Linked DNA regions of Sus scrofa: region 2 is linked to region 1. The links are chromatin contacts, called in public HiChIP or PLAC-seq maps. All regions are on one chromosome and are shown on one strand. Each heading gives the region's core, a stretch centred on a gene start, on an enhancer-like site or on the middle of the called end of the contact. The rest is flanking DNA. Distances are from core to core; before and after follow the strand shown. Region 1 holds the start of ABCA6 (ATP-binding cassette sub-family A member 6). Region 2 overlaps LOC110255980 (a long non-coding RNA gene).

Evidence for each region. HiChIP or PLAC-seq counts read pairs in DNA pulled down with a chosen protein or histone mark.
Region 2: an H3K27ac HiChIP or PLAC-seq map of skeletal muscle shows a contact between it and region 1, with 11 times the contacts expected there. The contact joins the enhancer-like site here to the promoter of ABCA6 in region 1. A contact is called at or near these places in 6 of 47 Hi-C or Micro-C datasets (epiblast stem cells, heart right ventricle, liver and 3 more) and 1 of 2 datasets of contacts at active chromatin or transcription factors (skeletal muscle).

Annotation. Positions count from the first base shown.
Region 1 is chr12:11,221,767-11,228,763 of Sscrofa11.1, reverse strand. It overlaps ABCA6 (ATP-binding cassette sub-family A member 6), which reads right to left and starts at 3,696. Exons shown (of 36, transcript XM_021068088.1): 1 at 3,260-3,696; 2 at 2,232-2,349; 3 at 1,948-2,048; 4 at 509-713. The coding sequence starts at 2,043.
Region 2 is chr12:11,469,921-11,476,917 of Sscrofa11.1, reverse strand. The region is part of intron 1 of LOC110255980 (a long non-coding RNA gene); the gene reads right to left. Among named protein-coding and RNA genes, the nearest start is that of FAM20A, 130 kb to the left of the region's middle. Within about 2 kb of position 2,442, at least 23 of the 83 cell types and tissues checked have an H3K27ac peak or open chromatin away from gene starts, as enhancers often do. A contact at or near this core is called in skeletal muscle and subcutaneous adipose tissue, where this site is marked.

The sequences.
Region 1 (6,997 bases), core at 2,447-4,946:
AGAATGAAGACTTTTAGAGATGTGTACAAATTAAACTATGTGTGGGCAATCTTTAGATATCCATCCTTATTTCTCATAGTTCTGAAATTATTGTTTAATAACCATGACCTCATTTGTTTTATTTATATAGTTTTTCTTATATTTATAGTTTTTTACATTTATGAGCTACAAATCTTAATCATTATATTTCCATGTTAAAAACACCCACACTCACCAATAGCATATTCCTCCTAGATATTATTCTGTAAATCTGAAATTATAAATCTATCATTTTAGTTAAATTCCAATAGAAATGGAGGCCCATCTACACTGGACCCTCATCAAGGTGGAAGAGTTTAAAAGGCTGTTATGAGAAGAAAAAAAAAAAACCAAAAAACAATTTGTATGCTATCTTAAAACCAAGATAATTAGCACAACGGATAACCTCTAACTTCAAATTAAACGTATACATTTTGTCAAAAAGATATAAAATAATATCAGTAGTTATTTTTGCCATTAGTTCACCTACCTTTTAAAAAGGGAGCAAATGCTGTCTTATTCATTATCTGCTGGGTTATGTCAGAGATCGGTGTATATACAACATCCATAGAAGAGCTATTAAATTTATCTACCCTTCCCAGATCTTGAGGAGGCATTTCAGGAAAACGTACATTTTCTTTTATATATGAAAATACACCCATATAAAGTCCTAAAAGTATTGGGAACCCCCATTCCTATAAAAAAGGAGAGTAGATTTAGATTATATTCCCTTAAGGAACTCAGTCAACATCAATTGAAAGACAAATTTCAATTTTCCATAAAGTTGGCTTCTCTTTACTCTCCACTCTTCAAAGCAAAGGGAAGCCAGGTCAAGATATATATGGAGATAGTTGTCACATCTACCACTTTCTGATATGAGAACTGAACCATTGCATTTAAATCATGAACTCCTACAGAAGCTGTCATAGAAACTAAGAGGAAGGCTAACAGGATGGCGATCCCCAAATGCATGGACCTCTGGCTCTAGGGTCTATAAGGCACAGAATATCCCAGATGGAGTTCATGGTGGCAAACAGCAACACTTTTGTCAGCTGTCACATCCTTGTATTGGAAGTCAAAACAAATGAGAAGGAGCTGAGTGTGGAGACCGTCCAGGGGCTCAACAACATTAGGGAATCTCTTCTGGCTTGGTGCAATGCTGGGCTACCCTCCCAGTCTCTGGATGAATGAAGTGGGACCAAATGATGGATCCTGGCCAATGAAATGTGGGCAGAAGTGACAGGCATCACTGCGAAGCCTGCTCATGGAACTCTGCACACCCTTCCACTGTTCTCTCTGTCTTGGTCCTTCTACTTCTGCATCTGACTGGATGCAAAGGATCCAGCGAATGTCTCCAAGGTCTCGTGAGATGGCAGAGTCCCTAGATGAAGAAGCCTGGGTCTCTGAATGACTGTGAGGAGAAGTTTCCTCCACCTACCAAAACCACCCGACATCCACTGGCAACCTTATGCAGACTGTTTTGAAATTTGGGGCTTTAATGTAAACTGTCCATCAGTGGTGTTACTCGGTCATAATCCTTGGAAATACTCTGTGCAGAAACTTCATGGCCTTGAAAAGAAGCCCCTCAAGTTCAAATTCCTCTATTTCTGCTGGACACTAGTTTTATTATTTCTTGACTCTAAATGTATTACCCATGATAAGAGCTTTAAGAGGGGCTATAACTTACTATACAATTACATTTTCAGTTACTCTCCTTTTTAAAAAGTATGAGTAATACTTTCATTCTTTGCCATTCTACATTATTTTTCAGAGACGGCTGTGAATCTCTCAATTCAACAGGTACACCTAGCAACAAGCTCACAATCAATAAACCCAATCTGCTACTTCAAATGTAAAACAAGAGAATCACGAGGCAATGAAATACAAGCATAGTGATAACTGTGTAAAGAGGCAAGCTGGCAAACGTACCAGTAAGCTTTCTCTTTTCATTCTCCATTTCTTAAGAAAGTTCTTGCACAGAAGTGCTTGGGTTTGCTGGTACACACTTTTCTGTTTTATACGCATCTAGCCTGTTCATTAAACAAAGAGAAAGTACACGCAATGGAGCATAAACTAGAAAAATACCTGTAAGAAGAAATACCTTGATCATATTTTGGGGAGGGATATTTTCTACCTTTAAGAACTGCAAAAAATGGATTTAAAATATGAGTGCCATAATCAGGATTGTAAAATTTTACGTCAGATATACTCACTGTAAGTGTTTCGGGAGATGAGTAAAGGTGAGGAAGAGGAGAGACCCGTTCCCACGATTTTACAACATGGAGTGGTACCAGGGAAAAGCTGTCCTTAGATTTCAGAACCTGTAAGACACTTCCCACGTTGACACTTTCTAACAGAAGTTCAACTACATGAACGGAGTAACTACACTCTATATTTCATCGGCATAATAATTATTTTTGTTCCTTACATTTAAATAGAAACCCCAGAGCTCATCAGATTACCACAGACATTCTGATTACTTAACTTCATCGAAGTAATTGTTCATTAGAAGCAGTCCCAATAGAGTCCTTTCTTTTGGTATTTACCTTCCGGAGTGAAAGGAACAACTTTTATCGAAAGAGGTAGGCCATGGGATAACAACTCCGACTCAAAGGACTTGAAACTTGATTGTGATACACAAGAATAATAAAACAATTTATCTCAATGTTCTGAATTCAGAAGTCCCTGAAAAACTGAGGAAACAAACTACAAAGTAGGAAGAAAGAAAGAAAGAAAGAAAGAAAGAAAGAAAGAAAGAAAGAGAAAAGAAAAGAAAAGGAAGGAAATCACATGGAAAAGTAATTTTGCTCAAATGTTTGCAAATAAAGTGGCCATTTTTTTCAGTTCCTACAGTCTCAAAATTAAACTCTTAGATTCGCATATCAAAATATTCAGACAATTCCCCCTCAGCTAGTACACAAGCAAATTTTACTGTTTTCCTATTGTGTGTACACAATAAAAGTTGTCTGGGGAAAAATAGAAACATTCTGTCATTAGGTGTCAACAAAAAAACACATACATCTTTGGAAACATCTGAAACATACATTAATTTTAGCAAGGTCCACCCACATATTTGGCATAGCACACGAACAGAGAGCTTTACTTACTGTCGGGAAAATGAGAAATAAAGACAAAAGCACTTGAAACACTGTCAAAGCACAGTTGTTTTCGCCTAAGGCAACAAATTAAAATTTCTTTATTGCCACTTCCTCATTTATTCCTTAAATGAACGCTTACTCACTCGCAACAGTTCTTCCCCAGGCTGGTTTCTGAGAGGGGATGTAGCCAGACCAAGCTGCACATGATGAACTTGTTTTGTTTTCTCTCTGTTCTTCCCTAAGCCAATTATTCTGCAGGGAAATGACTGTTCCGTGGTTGGTTGGGAATAAAACAAACCCTGTGTTTGTTCACTGGGCCTTTCAACTCCAGGGATAAGGGGGAGACAGTAAACAAGGAAAATGGAACCAGCCCTTCAGACAAGATGAGACCAAGATGGGAGAAAGGGTAATAAATGAGTAACTAACCAAAGTAGTTAAATTTGTATGAGAAATCGTTAGCCGTGCTTTTCTTCCTCCCACTACTAATGCCTAAACACAACCAGCATTGATATACTGGACTGACTTAGACACACTTCAGAATTTGCTGAAGCTGAACTTTTTTTTTTTTTTTGCCTAAAAAAAGCTAAGCCACCCATTGTCTGTCTTGGAGAAACACCTAAGTTGGACAAGTGAACAATTAGGAACAAATTTCTTTCTCCTGCCCACTTGATTGTGGATGCAGGGCTTCATAAGGCATATGAACAAGATAAAAAGTAAGCAGATTACTAAGGCCAAAAAAAACCAGAATAAGATTCAGGTCAATTTTTATACATGAACACTAGAAAAAAACTGAAATGTATTCAATTCCCACTGCATCGTCTATCCCTGTAAAGAGTTACAAACTTTTCTTGACCTGCCAAAGTAAATCGCAAAACAAGACACCAAAGTCCATGAATTGGGAAATCGCAAATATTTGACATGGCTCCCAATCCCCAGATGTTAATCATCACAGAGCTGAGAGACGTTCCAGAGAAAAGAAGGATAATTTAAAAAAACTTTAAAGCCATGGGATCTTGTCTACACATCACTCTCCTCAGTAATTCTGTCTTCAAAAAGGGTCAACAGTGAGGTAGTACATGCCTTGCATTTTAAAAATTGGCAAAAACAAATTAATCAAGATGTTCTGATGTCTCATGGAAGGCAGGGTAGACTGGACAGCTGTAAACACTGTTTAAATTTTGTACCAATAAAAGGTCAATGGGCCAAACAAAAATCCTTACTTTCTTTTAAATCACTGGAAATACAGATCCCGTTTTTATTAATTTTGCTACAGTTGTTTTAGACCCTCTATATTCTATTTTCAGAATCCTTTTCACTTTGCCTTTCTTACAATTGCATTAAGACTTACAACTAGAATATCAAGAATTCAATGTATTTTACTAGTTTCCCTTCTCATCGTGGTTTCATGTGTTCTTTGTATTCCTCTTTCTCGACTTTTTATTCTGATTTATTTTTATGGGGGGGGATTTCCTTATTTAAAGCTGAGGATTTCCCCACAAAATGAACTAATGTGATGAGGAAGTGAACCTCCAGCACATTGAAATAGTAAAATATATCTAATGCAGAAGTTAAGATGTATAACCAAATCTTTAAAAGGAAGAAGGAAAAAAAAAAGGAAAAAGAGTAAGAATCAACAGAAAAAACAAGGAAAAATGAAGGCGCAGTGCCAGAAGTTAAAAGTGAAAAGGGAAATTAAAGCCAGAACTATGAGTGATAGATCAGAAATACAATAATCCAAAGAGGTGTTTCAATACCTCTGTGACCTGGGCTCGGTCCTTGACAGGTTATAAAGCTGGATTTGATATATCTGCATGAATCGAGAAACTTCACAAGATGGCTCAGTGCTAGACACAGAGAATGGAAAAAGCTTCACCTGTTACCCCAAGGAAAAGTAAGGATACATATTCTTTGCCCAATCTCTAGTTAAAAAATATGTATTCTCCATAGAAATGAAAATCCCAAGTATGTACAGCATATGTCAGGAGTAAGACACGGGAGAGAAATCTGAATTTATTCTTCCTGCATAGCAACATGCCTAAGAATAATATAGCAGCTAGTGCTATTATTATTTGGCTTTGAACCTGAAGCCAAATTCAGGTTCAAATTCTGATTCCACCAAAGCTGCGTGACTTTGCGTAATCTATTTAATCTTTTTCTCCCCTTAAGTTTTTTTCATCCATAAAAATGGAGGTAACATTGTGTGCATATATACATTTAATACATACAGTAATTTGGGAATTAAATTCATTAATATAAGTATAGAAGAATGCCTGATCCAGCAATTCCACTTATGGGCATATATTGAAAAAAATGAAAACACCAGATCAAAAAGATGTATGCACCCCAATTGCATTATTATTTGCCAAGATATGGAAGGTACATAATTGCCTATCAACAAATGAATAGATAAAAAAGACTGATGTGTGTATATATACACACATATACACACATATATACAATGGAATATTACTCTGCCATAAAAAAGAATTAAATTTTGTTACTTTCAAGAACATGGGTGGAACTGACAGATATTACACTTAGTGAAATATGTCAGACAGAGAAGGACAAATATTATGTTATCACTCATATATGGAATCTAAAAAATACAACGAATGTAAAAAAAATGCCTGGAAAATTATAAAAACTAAAAAAATGTTACTTCTTGTTGCTGATACTCCTTCTCTTCCTTCTCCTCTTCCCTCGTCTTCCCTCTGCCTCCTCCTTCTATTCCAAGAAAGCAAAAACAACTCTACAGAAATATGTCCAGAATTCAGGGCACAAAGCAACAGAGTTAAAAGCAAATATTCCTTTTGGAAGCTAAACTCATAATCAGAAGTCCACCATCAAAGACTATCAGCAAACAAAAAAATGGGACTATTAGCAATCTCAAATACTGAAGATAATAAAAATTATGACAGAGACTACAAAATATATAACTAAAATGTTCAAGAGGCAGCATACTTTAGTTAAAACAGGAGACAATGAAAAGGAAGATTAACAGGAAAGTAACCCATTAAAATTTATAGAAATTTAAAGAGATTAATATTAACTAAGATTAAAAACTTAATGGATAAGTTTTACAGCAGAGTAGACACAGATGAAGAGAAAATTAATAAACCAGAAATACCTCTGAAGAAATCACATAAAACTTAGTGCAAAGGCAGAACAAGATGTAAAAGTATTGAAGAAAGATTAAACACATGAAAGACAGAATGAGGGTGTGCAGTACGTGTATAGCAAACATTTTGTAATAAGCAGAGTAAAGGAATAAATAAGAGGAATGTTCAAAGATAAAATGTGTTAAGATTTTTGCAGACTTGAAGACATGAGTCTTCAGATTAGAAAATTACTGTGTCCTGTGCAGAGTTAAAAACAAACAAAAATACAACAACTTCTTTGTAGAGAGCCTTCAGAAAGAGAGAAGAGTAGTCTGCACTGCGGCTCCACAGGTTAAGAACCCAACTAGTATCCATGAGGATGCGGTTCGATCTCTGGTCCTGCTCAGTGGATTAAGGATCCAGCATTGCTGCAAGCTGTGTAGGTCACAGATGCAACTAAGATCCTGTGTTGCTGTGGCTGTGGTATAGACCAGCAGCTGGAGCTCCAATTCAACCCCTAGCCTGGGAACTTCCATATGCTGCAGGTACAGCCCTAAAAAGAAAAAAAGAGAGAGAGAAGAGAGGGAAATATTAAAAATAATAAAATACAAAAGACAGATTATTAACCTAGGATCAACAGCCAAAAGATGTCAAAAAGAATAATAGAATAATGCCCTCAAAGAGCTGAGAGAAAGTGAAATGTTAACCTCGAATTCTATACCTAGCTAAGTGTGCATGAAATAAAGATATCTTCTGAGGGAATTTATCTTACACAGCCAGGCA
Region 2 (6,997 bases), core at 1,193-3,692, 250 kb before region 1:
TTCGATTTTATAGTTCCTCCTCCCTCAAATTTTCCAGTAACAGCAAGAAAAGCATAATAAATCGAAGTTACAAAGGGCAGCTATTCTATGGACCTAGTCTCAGTACTGAGTAGCTCATGCTCACTGGGAAAAACCATGTCTCAGTATCTTCACCGCTATTCGCCACAACCAAAGGTCAGGTAACGCTCTTCGAGCCCTAGAACCTCTTTTGTGGGTCCCGCTGCAGCTGGTGTTGACCACATGGTGCCCTCCTAGCACTGGATAGTCCATCGTTCTATGCTACAGCCACTGACTAATGCTAGATTCCAAGATGAAGCAAAAGTCAACCTTCAAATTACATGCTGAAGGAAGAAAGATTTAATTTAGGGCTGGAAATCAAGCCCCCCCCCTTTTTTTTGCTTTTTAGGGCTGCACCCACTGCATATGGAGGTTCCCAGGTCAGGGGTTGAATCGGAGCTACAGCTGCCAGCCTCCACCACAGCTACAGCGACGCCAGACCCAAGCCACGTTTGCGACCTACACCACAGCTCATGGCACTGCCAGATCCTTAACCCACGAGGCCAGGGATCGAACCCACAACCTTGTGGTTCCTAGTCAGATTTGTTTTTGTTGTGCCATGATGGGAACTCTGGAAAGCAAGCTTTTGTGTTTTTGTTTTTGTTTTTTTTTCAGTACCCTTGACTTATTGCTGGGTTTTAGACAGTGATGACTGGAGTAAAACAGACATCTGAATATTATTACTAACTGTAAGAATAAATGATAAAGTGAAAGTTTCTTTTTTTCTAAAATTAAAAGAAAGAAGGTAAATGTGTAACCTCTTAATTGCCTTTCCACAGGAAGACACTGAAATATTGAGGGCTGTTTTTAAAAACAAAACAAATTTCCCCCCTTGGGGCATGACATTCAAGCACATACAATACTGATGTTTTTTTTTTTGGTTGCACCCACAGGGTGCAGAAGTTCCTGGGCCAGGGGTCAAACTCAAGGCACAGCAATGACAAGACTGGACCTTTAACTGCTAGGCCACCAGGGAATTCCCTGATTTATTTTCTAGGAGATAGCAAAGGTCTGTGCACCAGAGCTTCTTTCTCCTGCATGTAGAAATTTTTTTCTCCTGAGTATTTCTCAAGAGCAGCGTGGGTCGTTATGGATTCTGGCTGCAAAGGGTACAGAGCATCCCAGTAAGAATAGGTTTTTAAAAAAATGTACCAACACTGTAAGAGTTCCCCGTCCCTCGGTCCCAAATCACTTAGGTTGACCAGAAGGCCACAACATGGGCTCCACCTAAGTTACTGGATTCATATGTGAGATCTTCAGATTGAAAGTTGGCCGTGCTGAGCTCAAAAGTGAAGACCCCAACGATGTGCTTGGAAATGTTTAGAAAGTGAAAATGGGGAGTTCCTGTTGTGATGGAGTGGAAACAAATCCGTCTAGGAACCATGAGGTTGCAGGTTCGATCCCTGGCCTTGCTCAGTGGGTGAAGGATCTGGCTTTGCCATGAGCTGTGGTCGCTGATGTGGCTCAGGTCTGACGTTGCTGTGGCTGTGGTGCAGGCCAGCAGCTACAGCTTCAATTAGACCCCTAGCCTGGGAACCCCCCCTATGCCTCAGGGGTGTGGCCCTAAAAAAGACCAAAAAAAAAAAAATTCAAGGGGGAATGCAACTGAAAAACAGAAATATGATTAATACCATTCAAAGCGACTTGTATTCTGGACAGTTTGGGTCCAGGTCATGGGGCCTGTGGACCTGGGTTGTTTGAGCAGTTTCAGGGCTTTGCACACAAGTCATTGCTGATCTCTGACTCAGAGCACACTGAATTATCTGAAGCCTACAGAACTAGAAACTAACTACCAGGAAACTGGCCACTTTTGTCATATCCCAACAACACTGAGCCCCAGCGGCCACCACCACTGTGGACATTCCCTCTTAATGCAAGGGGGTCACTACCTTTGAAAAGTCCCTGTATCTTCCCCCCAGGATTTCAGTAAATCAAGCTCCTATGAGTGATGAACTTTCTTCTGATTCGTTACTTCATTTAAATCGAGGATTTTTCTTGGATGTGCAGAGTGGCCAAAGAAAGAACACTTGCTTAAAGTTGACAGAAGAGGGAGCCATTGCGCCTTTGGCATAACAAAAACTCTAGTTCTCCCTTTATGTAACAGGGCTTTTTGTCTATTTTTTTTTGTTTGGTTTGGTTTTTAAACAGCTCTTAAAAAATTTTTTTTTTATTAAAGTATAGTTGATTTACAATGTGGTGCTAATTTCTGCTGTACAGCAAAATGACCCCATCATTCCTACACACACACACACACACACACGTATATACATATATACATTCCTCATCTTATCTTCCATCATAGTCTGTCCCAGGAGACTGGCCAGAGTTCCCTGTGCGCTACAGTAGGACCTCCTTGCTTCTCCATTCTAAATGTACGAGTTCGCCTCTACTGTCCCAAACTCCCAGTCCACCCCCCGGCCTCCCCCCTCTCCCTTGGCAACCACCAGTCTGTTCTCTGTGAGTCTGTTTCTGAAAAAAACAGCTCTTTCTACAGCTGCGCGTAGCAGCAGATGTTCTCGCTGTGAGGTTTGGGCACAGAAAGCCCTCTGAGGCCCAAGCACGTCTTGTCTCCAAAACGCCCACCTACTCCCTTTTTCCATATTAATTACACAGAACAATCCATGATTCTTATCACCAGGCACCCTGGAAGCCTGCATCATCCCTTAAGGGTAGAAAAGAGAAACACAGGCAAACTAGAAAGAACGTCATGGAAATAAGGTCAAGAGCCGGTAAATCCAAACGTTGGAAAGGAAGCAACCTGTGAAGAAGGTGGAAACAGGGCGGAGGGAGGAAGATAATTGGCTGAAAAGTAAAAGAACAAACGAACCGATTTCCCCATATCCTAACGGTTCATGTACTCTCGTTCCATATGCAAAACATTAAGTCTGATGGGCTTTATTTTTTCCATCAAAACAACTTATTTACAGCTTACAGATGCAAGGCCAAAGGGAAAAGACCCCAGAAAGCACCTCACAGCTTTTGGGTATTTTCTTTTTCTTTCTTTCTTTTTTTTTAGCATGCATAAGTTTGCCTTAGGAGAAAAGCTGGATACACATAGAGCTCGCCTAGCGTGTGTGTCCTTTCTTTCAAGGGTCATCCTCTACCCAGTTTTTGTCAGCTTTGGTTGTTCTTATAAATATTGTTATCAAGAGGGTTCCTCTGGCATAAAACTATGTTGTCATGATTAGATCTGGCCCACACTTGCATGGATTTAAGTTGTACACTGAACTCAGAAGAATAAGACAGGACTTTAAAATTGGCATGATAAATTATTTAGTGACAAATATAAAAGGACATCGCAATATTTTGTGTTGGAATAAGCCTCAGAGTCCAGGACTGATGCCGTTTTGCATATGCACGAGGAGATGCAAAGCGCATGGCGTGTGGACTTTTGGTTACTTTGGCAGGAAAGAGCACCACGGGGCAGCAAATTGTCCCTAGTGTAGAGCCTACGTGTACTTGTAAGCCATAATGGTGACACTGTAAAGCGCCTTCAAATCTGCAGTCATCACACTTTTGCAGTGCTCATGCGGTTGGAATGCACTTCCACCTCTGGCTTGTTGAGAAGCTTGGATCAGATTCTCAGAGAACTTGAGACATTTGCTGCCACCCAGGTGGCTGGAAATAGAAAGCAAATATTTCTGTATGAGTACAGGACCAGTGCATAGTAAGCTTCTAGAAGCATTCTAAATGGGACATCCATAAATATTTAAAAAACCAAACCAAGAGATGGCACCCTTTGAAAATTTAGCTTGGCAGACAAAAGGCAGGAACACAGAAAGTGCTCATTATTCAATTCCAAAATGCAATGCAAGCTGGGAAAAGAACCAGCATTTTACTAATGACCTTAAATGACATCTTAGTGATGGTTCGTGGGATTTTTCTTGTTAAATTGTTTTCAGTTTTGAAAAATTGGCAACAGAATCTCATGTGCTTTCTGGGAAAGTGGAAGACATGTGACAATGTTCTAAAGAAAGTTTTAAACGGAACTTTTTTTGTTGATATAAAGAACAGGATGGAATCGGAAGTGCTTTTTTAATTCTGTCTTTACTAGATTAAGAATGGCTACTGGCTAGAGAGGCAGGAAGTAAAATTAAGGCTGTAAGCCCTGAGACTTTCTGCGCCAGTATTACAGGTGGTGTAACTGACTTTCCAATACCTAGCATTAAGGTTAACGCCTTCTTCCCATCAGAACCAAGGGTGCCCGGTATGAGAACTTACTTAAAATCTTGCTATGTTTAGAAGCTGTAGCATGTGGACCTATCTTTTGCTCTCACACGGATAATCTTCATATTTTGCATCCATATCTTGAAAACACAACAGGTCCCAAACACAGGCACACAACATTTTTAACAGTTACTTGGGTTGTTGTTATAGAAAATTGGGGAATTTTTTTCTCTCTTCCACATTTCCATATTCCTAGCCTTAAGGGTGCTTTTCGTTGATTTGAGATTTTTTTTTTTTTTTTATGTCTTTCTAGGGAGGCACATGAAAGTTCCCAGGCTAGGGGTCCAATCGGAGCTGTGGCCACCGACCTACACCACAGCCACAGCAGCACGGGATCTGAGCCGCATCTGCAACCTACACCACAGATCATGGCAACGCCGGATCCTTAACCCACTGAGTAGGGCCAGAGATTGAACCCGAAACCTCATGGTTAGGTTTGTTACCACTGAGCCACGACAGAACTCCAACCTGAGATCATTTCTCCTTTTTTTTTTTTCCTTTTTTTTGTTGTTGTTGTTGTTGCTGCTATTTCTTGGGCCGCTCCCGCGGCATATGGAGGTTCCCAGGCTAGGGGTCAAATTGGAGCTGTAGCCGCCGGCCTACGCCAGAGCCACAGCAACGCAGGATCCGAGCCGCGTCTGCAACCTACACCACAGCTCACGGCAACGCCACTGAGCAGGGGCAGGGACCGAACCCGCCACCTCATGGTTCCTAGTCAGATTCGTTAACCACTGCGCCACGACGGGAACTCCTGAGATCATTTCTAACGGTAGGGGTTCATCTTTTAGGGCACTCCACCTCACCAACCATTCTCCTGGGACCTGAGAGAAAATTTTTAAAAGTAATGTGCTCTTCCCCAATTTTGGGAACCCACCACCTCAGCTTATCATCTTGAGATACTTGTCTTTGCTCCAGAAATCCCTCTGGCTTTACTTGGAATATTATCGGCATATTGGGAAGAAGAATCTTGGCTTCATTATTATTTCTTCTCCAAATAAATTCATGTCCCTTTCACCCAAATATCTACATTTGTTTGTTGCCCGGGAGCAAAGAGTTATTTGCTCATGGTCCATAGTATGGGTGTTGAGAAAGAAGGGAATAAATGTGAAGTGCCACCCCTCCCCCCCATAAAAACCCCCAAGTTAGCCAAAACATCATTTGAACATGTAACCACTATAAAAATTGAGATTTTTACATGCTTATTTTCTACTAAGCCTTCAAAATCCAGTATTTCATACTTATAAGCAAATCTTAAATTATATCTTAAATCGTACTCAGGGTATCGTGAGAAGAAACCAAAATAGGAGTTCCCGTTGTGGCTCAGTGGGTTAAGAACCCAACAGAGTGTTGGTGAGGATGAAGGTTTAGTCTAAAGATAGCATTTGCTGGGAAGAGAGTGGGGAATACTTTTTTCTTTCCCATGCATCATCAGGCAATTTTCCCAGGCTCTGGTTACTGTGTCTTTCAAACTATTCTTGCTCAGATCTCAAAGGAGGAGTTCAGTTTTGCATCCTTGAGACTTTCCGTGTATTGTTCACACGCCAGTGTCAGTGCCAGCTTGCTGCATTAGGGCTTGGACGCTCCGGTGATGCTGCATTCCATCCCGAGTCCAAGTCCAAGTGCTTACAGCCCGCCTCTCCTCCTGCAGCTTCTCTGACCTCAGCTCCTGCTTCTGTCTCCACTGCTCCCTCCGTTTCTGTCTCCCCTCGTTGTCTTTTTGTTCCTTGCATGAGCCAGGCATGCTCCCGCGACAGCATCCTCCCCTGGCTCTGGTTTCTTCCGCCTGGGAGATTCCTGCACGTGATCGACTTCCTCACCTTCATCACGCCTCGGCCAAGACCGCGCTGGATTCTCTACCGCTCTGTTTAAAAACCGTGATTCCCTCTCTCTTTGCCCTTCATTCTCAATCCCCCTTAACTCGGCTTCCTGTTTTCCCCTTACACATATCACCAGCCAAGGTTCCCTTTCCTGATGACGCTTATTCAATTGACTCTCTGAAATAATTATAAAATGGTGGCAGTAATTATCCTTTTTTTAAAGTTTGATTGTAGTTGATGTATAATGCTGTGATCATGCCTGCTGTGCAACAAAGTGATTTTTATACATGTACACACATCCTTGTGTGTGTGTGTGTCCTAGGACCCCTATCACTCAGTCAACCTGAATCAAGGCAAAGCCTGCTACAGATGTGCCCAAGGCAGTAAAGGGGGCCTCCTGCAAAGACTGGCACAGTCCAAATGCCAGGGCAGACACAGACACACACAGATGCACACACAGATCACAGCATACTAGTTAAACACCCAGAGCAAGTCCTCTAAACTTTCTATCCATCTTTGAGCCCAGCATTTAGTATCACATAACAAAGCATCCCTTTACACCAAACCAGTGGCACTGGTCCATTCTTCAAGCTGCTTCTCCTTCTCTTCTCCAATTGCCCAGGTTCTGACCTTCATGCTCTTTCTTCTATTTTATACTTTGGATTTAGAGCCCATCTGTCTTTTCCTATAACTTAGAGGTATATATATATAGATAGATATATAGATAGATATATAATACACTCTTTTATCATTATATTAAGTATATATATGTATCTGTATTTATATAATATAATATACAAATCATAATTATATAAAATAATAAATATATAACATACAAATATAGTATAAATTATATAAATTATATTATTTGTAGTTATATGTGTATTATTATATTA